2 separate regions of the Gossypium hirsutum genome follow, and region 1 is linked to region 2. A link is a contact called in public Hi-C data. All regions are on one chromosome and are shown on one strand. The core of a region is the stretch at or near the end of the contact, and the rest is flanking DNA. Distances in the headings are between cores, read along the strand shown.

Evidence for each region. Hi-C and Micro-C count contacts between places; a contact is called where the count stands out from the background.
Region 1: a Hi-C map of fibers shows a contact between it and region 2, with 1.6 times the contacts expected there. The contact joins the enhancer-like site here to the promoter of LOC121204469 in region 2. A contact is called at or near these places in 8 of 34 Hi-C or Micro-C datasets (callus, fibers, hypocotyl and 2 more).

Annotation. Positions count from the first base shown.
Region 1 is chrA08:104,843,013-104,848,221 of Gossypium_hirsutum_v2.1, forward strand. No RefSeq gene overlaps it. Among protein-coding and RNA genes, the nearest start is that of LOC121205054, 23 kb to the left of the region's middle. Within about 2 kb of position 3,554, at least 7 of the 9 cell types and tissues checked have an H3K27ac peak or open chromatin away from gene starts, as enhancers often do. A contact at or near this core is called in fibers, where this site is marked.
Region 2 is chrA08:104,807,983-104,813,443 of Gossypium_hirsutum_v2.1, forward strand. LOC121204469 (4-hydroxy-tetrahydrodipicolinate synthase, chloroplastic) reads right to left here and starts at 2,175. Exons shown (of 3, transcript XM_041074299.1): 1 at 1,621-2,175; 2 at 1,173-1,256; 3 at 1-618. The coding sequence starts at 1,706. It overlaps LOC121204470 (a long non-coding RNA gene), which reads right to left. Exons shown (of 5, transcript XR_005899391.1): 2 at 4,838-5,444; 3 at 4,662-4,763; 4 at 4,398-4,509; 5 at 4,111-4,314.

The sequences.
Region 1 (5,209 bases), core at 2,304-4,803, 36 kb after region 2:
GTTAGTAATTTAACGGAAAAGTGATCAATATATTAAATTTTAATAATGTTAGTGACTGAAATAGAAAACCAAAACAGAAACACGCTAATAGTTGAGTGACTTTCTATATAGTTTAGCCAAAAATATTATTATTAATATTTTTAGAAAAATATTGATCATGATAACAACATTATTAATTATATTATTTATCAAGGGATAAGGAGTATTAAGAGAAAAGTGTTAGTTTGGATTTAAACTCAAACTTTCAACAAAAGTTTAAACAACAAAAATCATTATAATAATGATTAATTGACAAAATTATTTTATTTTTAAATAAAACTTCCCATGACTAAAGATAGGTTTGAAATTAAAATTTTGGTTCTTTGGAGCAAAATCTAGTGTGTGTGGATGAAAGCTCCACCCCTTTGAGTTACTTGGGTTCATTTTTACATTCTTAGGGGTCGTAGTGTGTTACCAAGTCCATAGTTGAGCATGAAAAAAATTACTCAAGCTTCCAAGTCTGGTTTCTTTGATTGGGGGTTTCATGATGTTTATAAAGTAAACTTAAGTGTTGGGAACTTTTAAGACATACTAAAGCAAAGCTCCCTGGTATAACATTGTTTGGGGTAATCTTATTATTCGTAGGCATTTCTAGACAATGGCGAAATAAGAAACTTTTTTTAGGGACCAAAATTATATTATATTTTTTATAATAATAAAAATGTAATTTCACAATTTTAATATTTTAAATTTTTATAATTTTTAAAGAATTAAATCAAAATTTTATATTTTTAGAGGACAAAGTGCAATTTTACTTTTACTAATTTAAATTTTTAAAAAATTTAAAAGATTTAAATAAAAATTTTCTATTTTAGGGAGGTTGTGCCCTAGCAGCCCCTAGTTATCCCTATTCCCAAATTAGCTATTCAAAATAGATTAACAAATAAAAGTAGAATGGTTTTTTGAGGTTTGATTGTTAACTCTTTTTATGTGTTGTGTAATGATGAGAAAATAGAGTCTAGGGAGCATAACTTTGAGTTGCTCCTATTCAAAAGAGTTCGGGAAGGGGGATTTTGCAGGCATGTGAGTTGCATAAGGTTTCAGGTTCTTGACATTAAGAGCTTGATGGATTCAGCAAGTGGAAACACATAAAATTCAGCATTCCACCATTATTAGACTTGCATAGAGTGCTTTCATTTGGCAGGAAAGAAATTACAGACTTTGTGGTGGCTCGTCAATATCAAGACAAGTTTTATATTCACAACTAAAGAATATTGTTCAAGATAGATTATTCGGAGCTAAGATTGCTATTAATAATATTGGTTTAGGGTATAAAAATTGGGGTTTTATTATATCCTATTTTTGTTGTTGCATTTTGTAAATCTTTGTAGTAAGTTTTGCTTTTTTTTTATGAATAAAATTTTATCAAAAAAATTAAAATGAATAGTTTATCGGCTAAATTAGAAAAAATATGTCATTTTTTAAATTAAAAAAATAGGTCATTTTTGTAGGGAGTGTGTGAAAGTACGTCTAACTCGGTGCGCTTTCCTCCAAAGGTTATTTTCCCAACAACTTTTTAAACATTGGCAATGGTAAAATTTTTTAAAAGAGCCAATGGTAAATTTTTTTCCTATAAATACAAAACCATTTTTCATTCTTTTCACTCAAATCCAACTCTCTCTATTCTCTCTAAACTCTCAATTCTCTCAACTCTCTCAAATTTCTCAATTTTTGTTCAAAACTTTCCTATACACTTTATTCAAAAATACTATAGTTTTATTTAATTATTTCGTATATTTATTTTGATTAAATTTTCACGAATGACAAGCTCTTTGATTCATTTTGACGACGAGCACATTTCCGCCACTCAAGCGATAATGGTAAGAAAAAAAATTAAATTCCGTTATTTTCAATTAAGTTAAATTTGAAGCTTTTAATTTTTAAAATATTTTATTTTTTCGATATAAATAGGAGGATGATCATGTTTTGGAGGGGTTCATACATAATTTGTCAAAGAGCCTAGACACCGAAATTCATGGTTACCTATAAGATGCGAAGTTCTTACATGTGTCTTGTATGCTCGGAGGCTACAAATTGGATCATATACTCATCAACGCATTGGTGGAATGATGGAGACCCGAGACATACACATTTCATCTTTCATGCGGCGAGTGTACAATCACACTCAATGACATATATTTACAAATTGGTTTACCAGAGAATGAGTCAGTCGTTACGAGATCAACGATTGTTCTCGGTAAAGAGAATCTTTGCAAGACATTTTTGGGGAATGTGTTGAACAAGTTTTAAGGTGGTCGAATAGATATTAAGTGGTTGGAAACTAATTTCAAATAACTTCCTTTGAACGCGCTCGACGTCATCAAAGAACAATACGCTTGAAAATCTATCTTGAGGTTAACCGGGGGCATTCTAATGCCCGATAAATCTTGAAATTTGGTATACATAACGTGGCTACTACACCTAGTCGACTTCAAAGAACGCGGACTGTAGAAAGCCCAATTTGCTCAAGGCCCAAACCAACATAAAAAAACCAATACAGAAACATAATAATAAAATCAAATCCCAATTAAAGCAAAACCAATAAACAACAAATGTCCACAGTCCAAATTATGAAATTACAAACCCATTTACAACCAATCAAAACCCAAGACCCTAGCCCAAATAACTCAACTAAACCCTAACCCCAAAAGGGCTCAAAACCTTAAAATTTGCAGCAGAAAAAAAGAGAGGAATCCTAATACTGCCGCCTCCACCTCCACGTCGATGTTCCCACGTACAGCCTCCGTACCTCTGTACCTGCGAAGAAGACAAACACAATAGACATAGAGAAATCGTAGCAAAAAAAAGAGCAAAACAAACGAAATGTATTCGGTTATAAAAGGCTACAAGAATCATTATGTATTTTTTTACACACACATGAGTATAACAACCGAAAACAGAAAAGAAATGAAAAAAGGTGATTTTCGTTTCATATTTTTCTATTGATTTTAACGCGGACACTGGACCAAAAAGGGGTAAGGGTTTTTTTCTCTCGATTTTTCTTAGGCGGAGAAGGTTTGGCCTTCAAATCCATTTAAAAAGGGGGTCTGAAACACCCCGTTTTGTGCGACTCAGGCCATAGGCCACGACGGAGGTGGAGGCGCATCAGACACCGATGAAACCCACAAGCCGGGCAAGGGGGCTTGAGAGAGTTGAGAGAAAAAGAGGTTTTTTGAATTTTTTTTTTGAAAAAAAGGGAGCAAAATGAAAGTTTAAAAAAAAATTCACTTTTATAAACGCTGCCAGTGCGCATAGGCCAAAACGACGTCGTTTCATCACTTATACCTGCGGTTGACCCAACCCATCCAAGGATCCGCGCGTTTTCAAACTTTTGGGTTATTTATTGCTTTAGCCCTTCCGTTTTTTTAGATCTTTCAATTTGGTCCCATTTTTTTATTTTAAAATTTACCCTATAATTTTATTTTTGTGCCATTTTAGTCCTGGAATAAAACCCTGCGCATAGGAGGGCCAAGGATATTTTCCCTTTTGCCCCTTGGTACTTTCAGCGCGTTGCAATTTGGTCCATTTTGTTTTTTTGTTTTAATTTTGCCCGATGATTTCATAATTATTTTATTTTCGTCCCTTAAGAAACGAAGCGCATAAGAACTTCGGGAATAATTTCCCATTCGGTCCTTTTTTGTTTTTCACCCGTTTATTTTGATCCTTATTTGTGTTTTATTAATTTTTGCATTTTATAATCTGTACCCCATATTTGATTCTGATTGCAATTTAATCCTCAACCCTTTATAACTTCAATTTCTTTTATTTTTTTGTGTTTTAAAAAATTGTTTTATTAAATATTTAATTTAATGTTTAATTTATTTATTTATTTATTTATTTTAACCCTTTTATGATTAAAATCCATTTATTTATCTTCCTTTTACTTATATATATTATTTATTATTACTGTCATTATTGTTATTTTATCTATTATAATTTACTTACACATGTTTTATTACAAATTGTGACTCTAATTTTATTTATATTCTTCTTTGATGATTTATTTTCAATATTTTTACAAACCATTTTCCTTATATTTATTTATGTACTTATTTATTTGTTTCTTTATCTTATTTGTATTTATTAGTATCTTCTTTTTAGTGTACTGTTTTGTCATTATTGTTGTTATTGTTATTATTTATTTTGTTTATTTCATTCGCCTTTGTGCTTATTTATTTTAATTGTTTATTATTTTAATGCATTACAAAGTTTAGATTTCATTATTATTATTATTATTATTATTATTATATGTTAGTTATTCTTTTATTAGATTGTACATATTAGCATTTAAGTAGCATACATATTATGTGATTATCAAGAATCGTTTTTTTATTAGCATATTCATATTGTCGTTATTCATCATCGTAACCTTTTTTATTCATACATTGTTTTAATATTGCATTAATTTTTACCCAAATTCATTAAAAAAGAAAGTTTTCAAAATAAAGGTAATATTTCGTATTTAGAACTTCGAGAAGTCGTACTCTAACTTACGGGGTTTCAATTTTCTCGTTGAACCTAAATAACCAAATATCCTTTTAAATTTTAAAATATATGAACTTTAAATAAAAATAAAGGCAATATTTCACATTCAGAAACTCGAGAAGGTCGTGCCCTAACTTACGGGGTTTTGATTTTTCTTGTTGAATCTAAACAATCGAATATCCTTTTAAAAATTAAAGTACAATTTTAAAAATAAAACGACTAAAAGGCAAGCTTATTTTCGAGAGTTCAAATGTCGTGTCCTAACTTACAAAATGTGACATCTTATAATCTCGAGATGAGAGAGCCTTTAATACTCGTTTCAGTTTATTCAACCATTTTTTCAACATTAATAAAAAGGGGAAGGATCTTATCTTAAATTTTTTCGGGTTTTCAAATTTCAACGTTAAGACATTAATTAATCAATTAGGTACCAATTTTGGGCGTTACGAGGATGCTAATCCTTCCTCGTACGTAACTGACTCCCGAACCCGTTTTCTCGAATTTCGTAGACCAAAATGGTTGTTTTAGTAAATCAAGACATTTTATTAAAACGATCAATCATAAGGTGACTTGATCACACCTCATAAAAAAAAAGATTCGTGGTGACTCCTGTTTTCATTTTCAAAATAAAATGTCGACCGTTTTTCAAAAAAAAATGGTTTCGACAGCTTTGCGACTCCGCTGG
Region 2 (5,461 bases), core at 925-3,424:
ACAGAAATCACACCGGTAGCCCCGTGGCTCCACCTAGCATCATGACACTGATCATCGTTCCCACTCCATACTACAATTCCATTACCTGTGTACTGCTCAATTCGGTCATTTCCAATACATTCTTTAATACCAGCCAAGTTGGGACTCTGTGCTACGTTGTTTATGACACGTGGGGGAATGTCTTGGCCAGTTCGCGATGGTACATTGTATATGATGGTAGGTCCCATTGGCAGCACACTATCGAAGTGAGAAATCAGGCCATCCAGAGATGTTTTGCCGTAATATGGATTGATGTGAAGAGCAGCATGCATTCCAACAGCAAAACCTTGTTCAGTGGCATGAATCGCTTCCCTGGTTGAGTTGCTGCCAGTGTTTCCGATTACCTTAATTGATCCACCAAAACAGTTGACTGTATGACCAATAAGCATTATGTGTTCGTCCCAGCTCATCAGCTGGCCCTCACCGGTTGTGCCACCAACAATTACAGCTTCTGCACCGTTTTCAATTTGCATGTGCATCAAGTCATCGTATGCTTCGAGATCAAACCTTCCATCGGGTAGATACGGGGTTTTGATGGCTGTTATCAATCGAAGAGATTTAATATCATCTGCTGATGTCCTGCAAAGCAGAAAGCAGGTGAAATCATCAACCAGTAGCAACTATTTCAAAAGAAAGGCTCGTTACCACTTTCATCACACATTGAAAATGCATATTGCAACACCATCATCATGGAACTAATACGTCAAAGATATCCTCCCTGCATTAAGCATTACAATCGTACCAACTCCAAACATAAAAAAATGAAAAGTAAGAAGAAATTCTAATTGGAATTATGCATGGACCAAAACCAAAGTGTTCAACTATGTTTATCTTTGCATAAATCGCTTATGCTCCCTTCAAGCACTCATTAAGAGTGTAACAAAAGTACACAACTTGATAAAGGTAGGATAACAAAAAGTGTCGTGGCACATCCAACATAAATTCATTACGGTAGCACAAGAACCAAGGAACAAGACACAAGGACATAACCAACATCGAGATTTTAGGGACAATTGAGGAGCATAGCTAGAAGCAGTGCTTATCACTAAACTCGAGCAACTATAGGTGAACCAACAAGAAATTTCACTCACTTAAACGTCAATCAGATTCAGAAGCTAGCATAAAGTTATTACCTGTTTTTAACCTCAAAACTACGCATTGGGAGATGGAAATTAGGAATTACAGCAGCTTGTGGGGATCTCCATTTTACATTTCTCCTGGTACAAAGCAAACAAATAAAATGATGAGCCAATATAGCAATATGCAGATATAAATTCCAGCTGAGATTAACCTTGTTAATGATTAATACCCGGTAAGCATAAGCTAAAATTTAAAAAAAAAACCAAAAAAAAAAAAGCAATTATGTTCAACCATTACTAAACAGATTAAAGGGAAAATATATTATCGTTATATATCTAGTTCTCGGAAGCAATAAAGAGTTCCCACTTAATACCAAAATCAGCCAACAAACAGTGTTGATTAATAAATTAATTAAATTATTTAAGGACTACTACGATTAAAAAACAAAAAACAAAAAACGAAAAACAAAAGAAAACAATATGTTATATATAATGTCAAAACCTCTTGTAGTTATCGCAGAGATTGGGACGCGGAAACTGGGGCGTAGACTCTCTCAAACGCACGCCGTAGCTCTTCAAAATAGCCATCTTTCAACCAAACCAACAACCAAAGATTAGACCCGGTTCTAACCGATAGTCTAGATAAAACTTGAATTTGGTTTCAGAAACAGTCTATATACTTTGGACTTTGAAGATGAAAATGCGTGAACCCAATAGTGGATAGAGAGATTAATTTTCTATTTCAGTGACTGGAAATGGTGATGATAGTTGAAATGGTGGTGGTAGTCGTGGTGGAAACGGATGTTTGAGAAACGGAGGAGGTCAGGAGAAGCTGATAGTTCGGGGACATGACGTCAGAATCCGGTGATGAGGTGGCAGATGGTAGTGGACTGAGTGCGAGAGGCTAAGTGGTGTAGAAGAAGGCAAAGGAGGCTGCTTTAATTTATGTGGTTTTGTTTTTAGGGTTTTGTTTGAGGCGTGGCCTTGTTGTCTACTTTTGTAATTTTGTGCCCAATTTCCATTACTGTCAGGGTTCATTTAATAGTGGGTAAGCTATTTTTCTATATTGAATTTTTTAAACTTATCCGTTATTACATAAATGTCATTTCCTTGTTTACAATGGGTTTGATATGCCACATGTTTAAAAATTTTATTTTCGTTCTTTTTTTACATTAAATTATTTATTTTCTATTTTTGTTTTTATTTTTATTTTTATTTCTTTCTTTTTCTTTGTTTTCACTTAATTTCTCTTCTCCAACAAACCCTAGTCGAAACAATCAATCTTTTGTGCTACTTTCAATGCTAATGAGTAGGCTTGTAATGCTTTTAATTTACTAGCAAAAAGTTAAAATAACTAGAATTTGAACCATTATTTGCAATTTAAAAAGAAAATGTCTTTTTTAACCTGTTTAACAATATTTCTTCATTGTGATAAAGCTTGTTAGGTTTTTGTGAAGAGTTCAGCTAATAATATGGTATGTATTGCTCCAATTATAGCAATAAGAGGAACCACACCAAATGTGACCACAAAACCAAACACAAATGTTGCCATATAAATAATGAAATTGCCTAACTGCAACAATAAAAAAAATTCAATTTGACCTCATGGAATCCAAAAAAGATCAAAACTTTATGAATACCTTCGCATTATTAGCATCTTTGACCATAACAACATTAGTGTTGATAGCAAAAACAACATTAGATGTTTTAGCATCAATGTTAAAATATTGAATGACTTTGATTCAAAGTTATTTCTAAGTACTTGATTCTCATCTTTGTTGTATGTCTCTCACTAGTCCACATCCAACATAAGATTTCTACAACAAAAAATTTAAACTTTTTTGTTTTCAACAATCAAACCCCAAGAACTTGAGAAAAAAGCTTTTATCTTTTCCACTAATGAAAATGCCCAAATTGTAGCACCCACCTCTAGGAAGTCAAATGCATACTAAAAGCGGAAGGGCAAAAAGTAAACATTTGCCTTAAAAAATACCCAAGATCACAACCCTATAAAAAAGTACATGTATATATACCAAAAATTAAAAAACTAGACTCTAATTTGACTTTCAATTTTTTTAAAAAAAAAAGAAAAATAAGAACCACACACTATGTATTATGCCTTTAATTTGGATAAGAATAGAACTCCAACTCATTTCTTCACTTTGATAACAATACCAAAAGTTAAAAAAAGGAAAAAAATCTCAAAAAAAAAAAAATCAAAAGGAAAAAGATGAATAAAATGAAGAAAAATTGATTGAAATTTGTTGAAAATAAAAGAAAAAATCACAGCAAAATAGGTTTTTAGCAGCATTTTTTTGACCCTATAGTGGTGCTTATAAGCACCCCTAAAATAGTTTGCAACGCCTATCAAAGCGCCGCAGAAAATGCCATTAGAAATAGTGCCGCTAAATTTTGCGGCATTTATTTTGGAAAACACCGCTATAGAACATGATTTTTAGCGGCGATTTTATTACAAACACCGCTAAAGAACTTTAGCAGTGCTTTTTCTTACAAACACTACAAGAGAGTCGAGCATATTGTGGCGTTTGTAGATAGAATCGTCGTAAAAGATCATGTTCTTTAACGACGTTTGTAGTAAAAACGCCGCTAAAGATCATGTTCTATAGTGGCATTCATAGTAAAAGCGCCGCTAAAGAACATGTTCTATAGCAGCGTTTGTGAGAAAACGCCACTAACATTAACAGATTTACCAACCCATTTTATTTCATATAAAACCTAAATTTTCAACATATTTTCCTGTAACTTCAAATCCAACCAAAAATTTTAAATTTAAATGATAGTATCACAAAATAAATATGTATATGATCTAAATTAATAAATGAAATAACAAAATATATTTGAAAGTTATATTGTTAAGATATTCTCACAAAAGAAAACAAAAGTCTAAGATGGCAGATTCTGCGATTGATTCTGCTGAAACATCTTCATCATATTTTGAAGCTGTAGCTGGAGTTCGTCATATTTTCTTGTTGCCTCTGCTGCTCTTGCTGTTGCCTCTGCTTCCCTCGCTGCTGCCTCCATTTTAAGTTGTAGCTAGAGTTCATCATATTTTTTTTTAGCCTCTACTTCTCTCGATGCTGCCTCCGCTTTAAGTTGAGCAATTTGCTCAATTGTGCTTGCTTCATTTGAGCCATTTGGTCTCTCAACCTCTAAACTTCAGATTGAGCCTGATTCACTGAAGGCATGTATTGCTGCGAGTTGGATCAAAAATATTGGGTTGGGCTAACAAAAGATCCTTGAAATCGAACCTGACCATACCTTTCAGGACGCAAAACTTCAGTAATAACTCGATTATCAATGTTGTCTAGATTAACAGAACTATCACTTGAAGCCATCACTTCATTCTCTGCCATTTTATCCTTTAGTTTCTCTTAATAAATTAATCAAGGAGTTAGAAATGAAATGTATAATCAAGCAAATGCAACATAACTTGGCATTATTTGCGTTAAACAACAAACTAAACCATTACAATTAAACATGATAAATATTTAAAATAATTCAAATTTTATTAAGTAAATATACCATAATTTCTGCAGCTTCAGTAGTCATAGAATATCCGTCTTTCTTTCTATATGTAATGTCAAAAAGCTGAAGGCGTCCAACTTTTTGACGAAACGACAGTTCCTACAATATAGTAGGAAAAATATTATTTAGTAGAAAGTAATTAATATTTGACATAATTAATAAATTCAAAATACCTCGTCATCAGTTACACAAGTAAAACTTTTTGACCCAGCTGTGTGTGTGAATTTTTATTTTTGCCTACTTGTACTTCCAACTCGCTCACGATCCTACATTATGAAATTATTATTACGTATATAGTAAATACTATAAACTGAAATAATTATAAGAGTTTGGAAGTACGTAATACATCTCCTTTCTTTAAATTGCAAAATCTAACTGCATCTTTCCATTGGTACTGTAGAAGGCCCAATCTGCCCGGGCCAGTTACAGAAAACAAAATACATTAATAAAACCAAAATAATAAAAATCCATAGTCCATTATTACAAACCAATGGCCCAAACCCGAGACCCAAATTGAAACCCAAAATAAAACCTAAATCTATTGGCCTAGACCCTAACCCAAAATCCTATTACACCCTAAAACCCCCAACTTAATCCCTAGCCCAAGTTACAATAGCCCACTGCTAAAACAAGCCCAAAACGACCCAACAATTTGAGAGTACCAGAAACCTTAGAGGTTTTTGGAGCATGCTAGCATCGTAGCCAACCAGAGAATCGGGCTTTCACGAGTGGTTTCCCACGAACGGCCCCGCTATGTTAGCAGCACCATGACCTTTGTACCTGTAGAAAATGACAAA